Linked DNA regions of Macaca mulatta: region 1 is linked to region 2. The links are chromatin contacts, called in public Hi-C maps. All regions are on one chromosome and are shown on one strand. Each heading gives the region's core, a stretch centred on a gene start, on an enhancer-like site or on the middle of the called end of the contact. The rest is flanking DNA. Distances are from core to core; before and after follow the strand shown. Region 1 overlaps LOC106999500. Region 2 has its middle 40 kb from the start of ANGEL1.

The links. Hi-C and Micro-C count contacts between places; a contact is called where the count stands out from the background.
Region 1: a Hi-C map of fibroblasts shows a contact between it and region 2, with 2.8 times the contacts expected there. The contact joins two enhancer-like sites. A contact is called at or near these places in 6 of 14 Hi-C or Micro-C datasets (CD4 T cells, blood, cortical neurons and 2 more).

What each region holds. Positions count from the first base shown.
Region 1 is chr7:150,249,889-150,253,564 of T2T-MMU8v2.0, forward strand. LOC106999500 reads right to left here. Exons shown (of 6, transcript XM_077938824.1): 6 at 2,555-2,825. Among named protein-coding and RNA genes, the nearest start is that of IRF2BPL, 12 kb to the left of the region's middle. Within about 2 kb of position 2,168, at least 35 of the 40 cell types and tissues checked have an H3K27ac peak or open chromatin away from gene starts, as enhancers often do.
Region 2 is chr7:150,122,994-150,126,936 of T2T-MMU8v2.0, forward strand. No RefSeq gene overlaps it. Among named protein-coding and RNA genes, the nearest start is that of ANGEL1, 40 kb to the left of the region's middle. Within about 2 kb of position 2,603, at least 9 of the 40 cell types and tissues checked have an H3K27ac peak or open chromatin away from gene starts, as enhancers often do.

The DNA of each region.
Region 1 (3,676 bases), core at 918-3,417, 130 kb after region 2:
GCAGCCAAGAAACCTACTCCTGTTTCTGGCCTCTGCCAGAGATTAATCACACTTGGGAATGGCACAAAACTTGACTGTGTTGGGGCGGGGTGAGGCGTTGGGGGTAGGGAGGTGGGGAGATGTGGGGTTGGGGGGGTAGTTAAAAGGAAAGACCAATAAATTTGACAAGGTGACCAAATCGGGGTTACCGCTACCTCTCCCCGCCTTTATTTTAGTAAGTCAGTGCAGAGGACGGAATTCTACTTCATTCCCACTCCCTCTACCCCCACCCCCAATTACCTTCCTCCTTCTCTAGGTCTTCATGTTTGATGCTTTAATAGTACTCACTGGCTTTTAATTCTGATTAGCATTTTCAGCTGGTGTGTGTCTGTGCGCGCGCGCGTGCACGCGCGCGCGTTGGGGCTTGGCAAGACACACTCAAACCGGACTGCCTGACAAATCCCCCCTTTTCATCCTTCTCTTTGAAATGACATCAAGATGGACTTGTAGGGGGCAGGGATGAAGAGAGGAGGCACGGAAAAAAGAGAGGGAGGGGGAAGTAATTTATGTGCTTTTCTAAGGCAGCTAGTAAAATTCCTAAGGGAGAACAAATGCCAAAATTGACTGTCTTGGTGTATTTTAGACCCGATCGTCAGGGTGAATCATGTCAGGGCTTTGCAGTGGACCTGCAGCCTGGGAGCTGAAGACAGGGACACGAAACATCCCTGTGGCTGGGAGGTGCCCTTCTGAAGGAGGCGGGAGATGGGTATTTGCTCTTACCAGACTCCTCTCCATCAGGATTTTTTTTTTTTCCTAATTCATTGCAAGATGGAGTTTTTTTTTTTTTTTTTTTTTAATTGGCACTGATAAAGAAAAGCCAGGGATAGAAAACTCCCCATAAAACACGGCCCCCAAAGGGAAGTGCAAAACCCATTTGATGCAAAATATAGATATCTTCACCCTGGATTTTTCCCCCTTTGCTTTACAACTCTGCAGACATCAGGTTAGCAAAAGGTAATAAATAGTCCTTGCACAGCAGGGTCTGGACTAGTGAAAACAGTTTACTGAAATTAATGGGCCTCGCTTGAACCAAAACCTCCACTTTGGAATTAATGCCAGACATAGTTTTCCTGAACTCTATCCAACCGCCTAAGCGGCAGACAATTTTCATTCTATTTGTGCTGGAAAATAAAGCCCAAGCCCTTGATCTCAGTGTAGATTTTCATTAAAAAAAAAAAAAAAAAAAAAGTACAGTGAATACTGTGCCAATTTCCACTTTCTGCCCGCAGAAGCCCTTGTGCTCTGGGCTGTGCGTGACGGTCAGAAGTTATCTGGTAAACTTTGCATTGAAAACCATCTCCGAACTCACTCCCCATCGGTGGCCTCAGAGCTTTCACCATGACATCTGAGAGATTCAAGGAAAGCTCCAGAAACAGGCTCAGCTCTCAATAACAACCCTCTTCCCTACAGATCTTAGAAAGGCTGAATCTGAACAACGCTGCCTGCAAGACCTCCATTCCTACCCTAAATAAAGCGCCAAACCATCCAACCGAAACCCACCCCTCCTCCCCCGGTACTCAAGTGTCTACAGCTCTGAGGCTCCCTTTATTTTTATTTTTATTTTTATTAATGTATTTTTAAGGCTGAAAGGCACACACACCACACGCGTTCACACCCAGTGGTTATGGGGTTTTGGCAGGTACGCGGAGACCCGGTGCCCCAGCTGTCAGTGTCTGATCCCAACCCCTCCTCCCCCTCCCTGCGTTATTTATTAATAAAAGCCTGGTCGTGGGCAGCCGGCGTTCTGGTTTTCATTGTACAGTCTGCACTGGTGACACAGGACATGTGGAAAATTTTGAGAGCACTGCGGTGAATAGTGTGGAGGGGGAGCGTGAGCAGGGGGAGGGGAGGGGAGGGAGGGGAGCGAGTTACTTTTTAGCTTCCGCTAAGTACTTGGCGGCTCGCCAGGCCCGGAGGATTCTGGGAAGCGAAAACCTCCCCAGTATAAACTGCCAGCTTTAAGCAGCCCTGACAGTTCTGCTCCTTCCAAACTTGGCAGCCGTTCAAAGTGCTCTTTCATTTGAAATGCTGGAAGCCTGCCATGTGCAATGCAGATTTGCTGTGCCTGTGCGCAGAAGGAACTGATAAATGCCGTTGCAGTTGCCATGGGGACAGGAGGCTATCAGAATGGCCTTGTGATCCGCAGCCTCTCTGCGCGGCAGGCTCTCGCTCTCTCCCTCCCGCCCCTCCTCCCTCTAGTCAGTGAGATGGTGAAATAAATGTTCTGGAAAAAGGTTAACCCTCCCCGCTCTGGTTCCGAGGCTGAGAGGAGGTTAACCTCTAAGCACTTCCTTGGCCTTAAGTGCCAGCCCGGAGCACAGGTCTCAGGGCCGTCCTTGGGTGGGTCACCATCCTCCCGCTCTCCTCTTTCACACCCCCAGCTTTCTTCCTGCTCCCTGGGGGCTTTCACAAAGCGGTGTTTTTAATAGAGCTTTTCAGCAAGCCCTAGTGTAAGTATTTGAGTCATCAAAACCCGGATGTAAACACAGCAGCCCTGCATTCTGCACAGTTTGCGTGTATTTTATCTTTTTAATAATATTTAGCTGGCAACTTAAAACTGCAAGGATGCCAGATATTTTAGCCAGCCACTTACATCATGCAGCATCCATCTTGAGGAGAGTGGCGCCGGGTCCTTTCCTTGTTCTCTTGCTCCCTGCCGCCTACCTGAGACCGCAGGAAATCTGGGTCTTTCTGAAGGCATCTTCTTGTGGTGTAGTCCCCTTGGAACCGCGGCCTTTAGAATGAACATGACATCACCTTGGGCAACAACGACAGAGGGTGCGTGCCTGTAGGAGACAAGACACGGGGAGATCCAAGGTGAAACATCTATCATTTACGCTGCGCCAATTTCAGGTGTGTGAGGGTGCACAGTCTGGATCATCGGCCCCCCATTTAGCACAAACTGCCGTTTGAAACACAGTTTGATTTAATGTACAGAAACAAAATAGCACATTCAGATTTGGTATATTTTCAGGCCTGTAATGCCAACACTCCGGGTGGCCTGTTTAATGGGGAAAAAATGAAATATTCCACTCCAGCCCAGGCCTATGGAAACCAAAGAGGTTTAGTGATTTATTTACATTGGGGGTAAAAACGGTGAGCAGTATTCCTTCTCAGCTCACTACTTCCTGAAGGTTTCCTGAACCTAAACCTTCGTTAACATCCCAGGAAGAAAACTTATTTTTCCTGTGGCTTTCAAAATTTTCTGCTAAATATATTTCGGCACACTGTTTATCTTGGGCATCAGCTTTCAGACCTTTATGCACTTTTAACACCTTGAGGCTGTTTCACTGAAAAATGGTGTATGTTAATTAAAGAGGACTTTATGTGCTGGGCATTAAGGCAGGGGGGATTTCTGTTTTGATCTGTTTGTATAATGAGGGCTTCAGGATGAAACACAAGTCAGAGGCCTGTTAGCTTCTTGAAGCCCTTTTGACAAAGCAGGACCTTGAATGTGGGCCGTTGTATTCAAACCCTTCAAGACCACAGAATGTTGAACTGAACGAAGTAGTTCTTCCTAAGTGCGTGGTGAACATGGAGGCCAGGACAGGAGAAAGACTGAAAATGCCCCAAGTTCCTGGGGCTTAGCTGCAATTTCTTTGAACTTGACTCTCTCTGGGTGTCTGCTCATGATTGT
Region 2 (3,943 bases), core at 1,353-3,852:
TCAAGACCAGCCTGGCTAACATGGCGAAACCCTGTCACTACTAAAAATACAAAATTTAGCCAGTATGGCGGCAGGTGCCTTTAATCCCAGCTACTCAGAAGGCTGAGGCAGGAGAATTGCTTGAACCCAGGAGGCAGAGATTGCCTTTTTGAAACTCTGTCAAAAAAAAAAAAAAGGAAGGAAGGAAAGAAAGAAAAATGGTGAGAGATGCTATTAAGGAATCACCATCACAGCAACCAGAACTGATATGCTACAGCAGTGCTTCTTGGCCCCAGCTCTGATGACAGTTGGGGCCAGCTCCCTCTTCATTGTGGAGGCTGTCCTGTGCCTTGCAGGGGGGTTACAAGCATCCCTGACTTCTCCCCACTAGATGTCAGTAGCACCTCCTCTATGTATGTCAACCAAAAATGTCTCAGATACTGCTACATGTCCTTGAAGGACAAAATCTCCCAGATTGTGAACCACTGTGCTGTAGGAAGAGAGTAAGAAGCAGTTACAAGTCCTCCAACTCCTGACAGCTCTCCTGCACTTCTGCTACACAGACAAATAGTCCCCAAGAAGCTTCAGGACGGTGCTGACCAGCCCATCTGAGAAGACCCTGTCTCAGAAAGCGTGGGAAGTATATAACCAAAGGGTGACAGCGCTCCCCTGGGGAGGCTCAGAAGACGGGATGTTTGGTATCCTTTCTTTTGACAGTGCCTGGCACATGGTAGACCCTCAGTAAATATTTGACTATTAGGTTAAATTAGATTATAAAGGTTTCTAGGCTGATTCTGTACTGGTTTTGGACTTAGAGGGGGATGGATAGTTAAGCCTTTTTTTTTTTTTTTTTTTCGGACAAAGTCTTATGCTGTCACCCAGGCTAAAGTGTCTTGGCACAATCACAGCTCAGTGCAGCCTCTACTTCCTGGGCTCAAGTGATTGTCCCCTCCCAACCTCCCAAGTAGCCGAGACCATAGGTGTGGGCCACCACGCCCATGTAATTTTTTTTATTTTTTGTAGAGAGGGAGTCTCACCATGTTGCCCAGGTTGGTCTCAAACTCCTGGCCTCAAGCAATCTTCCCACCTTGGCCTCCTAAAGTGTTAGGATAACAGGTGTGAGCTATCACATCAGCCTTTTCTGATGAGATTTTCTCCATCCATCCAAGCCCATCTCCATTCCTGCTTCCTTCCCAAAGCCAGTCCTGAGTCTTCTCTCTCATGACCCCTTTCCACCTCCCTCCAGCACTCTGACCTGCTATATGCTTATGTAGGTCAAGAGGAGGTAAGAATCTCTGTATCCTACTCAAGAGTGTGCACCAGGGGCAATCAGATAACCAGGGTGTCACAGGGTGGAGGTGTCTGTCTCACAGGTTTTTTTTTTTTTCTTTTAGTTTTTTTTTAGAGACAACGTCTCACTATGCTGTCCAGGCTGGACTCAAACTCCTGGCCTCAAGCAATTCTTCAGCCTCAGCCTCCTGAGTATTCAGGACTGCAGGTGCACACCACTGCACCAGGCTTCTGTCTCATTTCTGGTTTACAGTGTTGCCTCTTTCTCTTTCACTGCTCAAGGAGTAAAGAAAATTGAGATCTGACCTATGGGACCAAAATTAGAAAAAAAAAAAAAAAAAAAAAAAGCACTGCTGTCTGGCAGCTGGGGTCTCTCCAAACACATTCTCTTTTTTCTCAGAACAGCATGACGAAAAACATAAGCCGAGTCAGAGTTTAACTGCTGTCTGGCACAGCACAGGGTAGTTGCGTGCGTGCACACATGTGTGTGAATGTGTGAGCGGATAAGGATGGGCAGGCTGGAGAGCGAGTGAGAGCGTGTGGGAGGGTACGTGAGGAAATGCGTGTGTGTGTACTTGCGCACACAAGCTCTATACACGCGTTTTCTACTTGGGGTTATTCAGGGTCTGCATCCCAGTTGTTGGAAGCAGATCCTCAGCTGAGTGGCCTCTTTTGTAACCAGGGGCGTGGGTCTGAGCATTTCTTCTTGCAGTAGAAATGGGCCCTGTGATGAGTCACGCCAGTGGCTGGACAGAGGGGAGGCTTGGCTGAAGAAGCAAGGATTCCTGAGCTGGTCTAGGGCAGGCAAGGCCAGACCCTCACACAGAGAGCCCCAGAAAGAGTGGCCTGTGGCAGGTGTGGGAGGCTCCTGGAGCACACCCACAGTCTGGGAGGGTCACATCTCTGGACATCAAGGTAGGAGCACACAGCTTGGCATGCACCAGGGGCCGGGGCAGACCTTCACACTCACCTTGGAAGTGGGGGGCGAGCAGTCATTCCCGCTGGCCCAGGACATTCACACCATGGGAATTCCCAAGGGCTCTGTCCTAAGAGAACTGACCTGAAATCCAAACCTGGCCTGAAAAGAAATTGGCCCAAGCCTTCCTAGTCCAGTCCCCACTGGGTGCTAGTTCCCAGCCCAGAGTCCAGGACGAGCACTCATTCCTACGCTCCTGCTGGGAACCAGGAGAGAGAATGAGTTATGCGAAGACCCAGGGCGGCCTTTCAGGGTGGTCAGGATGAACCAGGAACTCGCAAACAAGCTGAAGAAGGCACAGCAGAGAAGCTGATGAGGACTCACACTGAGAAAACACTTAGGGGGATGTGTCACCGGCATCAAGCCAAGCGCTGCGTCATCCACCAACTCAGATCTTCGAGGCAATGCCTAAGGGCACTGGGGCATTAGGCTGCTCAGCGGGCAGATGAGCAAACCGAGGCTCAGAAAGCAGAAGTGACTTTCCTGTTAGCACACAGCTATTAAGTGCAGAGCCGAGATTCAAACAAAGTCAAGAATGAGGTACAAAATGTCTAGCAATCAGTAGGCTGGTTAAATAAACACTGATTTATTTATGGAATATTGGGCAGCCATCGACATACCCGGTAGAAGAATAGTTAATGGCCTGGAAAGATGTTCAAGATATGTAATTGAGCAGGAAAAAAAAAAAAAAGCAGGGTACAAAACAGCATGTGCAGAGGGATTATTAAAACATAAAATACGGGCCGAGCACAGTGGCTCATGCCTGTAATCCCAGCACTTTGGGAGGCCGAGGTGAGTGGATCACCTGAGGTCAGGACTCTGACACCAGCCTGGTCAACATGGCGAAACCCCATCTCTACTAAAAATACAAAAATTAACAGAGTGTGGTGCGTGCGCCTGTAATCCCAGCTACTTGGGAGGCTGAGGACAGGAGAATCTCTTGAACCGGAGAAGTGGAGGTTGCAGTCAAGATCGCACCACTGCACTCCAGCCTGGGCAACAGAGCGAGACTTCATCTCAAAAAAACAATAAAAACAAAACAAAACATAAAGAGGTACGATTTCCGAGAAAAAACTCAGAATGTCAGCAGGGGCTTTCTCTGGATGATAGGAGTAGGTGTGAGTTCTACTCTATGGGTTTGTTCCTTTTTCTTACAATGATCATTTTGTAACAAGGACAAACCTGACTTGGAAGAGACCAGGCTGTGTTTCAGTGGTGTGGGGAGTTGCGGGGGCGGGGAGGTGGTGTTTCGGTAGGGGGTGATGAGGGGGTCATGGCTAGCACTGTGAGATGATGGCTCAGCAGGTAGGAGGGTGTGGTGAGAAGCAATGCCTTTCCTAGGAACACATCCATCTTTCTTTTTCTTTCTTTTTTCCTGAGGCAGGATTTTGTCCTGGTTGCCCAGGCTGGAGTGCAATAGCACATGATCTCAGCTCACTGCAACCTCTGCCTCCCAGGTTCAAGTGATTCTCCTGCCTCAGCCTCCCAAATAGCTGGGACTACAGCTACACCCAGCTACTTTTTTATATTTAGTAGAGACGAGGTTTCACCATGTTGCTCAGGCTGGTCTCAAACTCCTGAAATCAAGTGATCCACCTGCCTCAGCCTCCCAAAGTGCTGGGATTACAGGAGCGAGCCACTGCACCAGGCCTTTTTTTTGAAACAGAATATCAGTCTATCACCCAAGCTAGAGTGCAG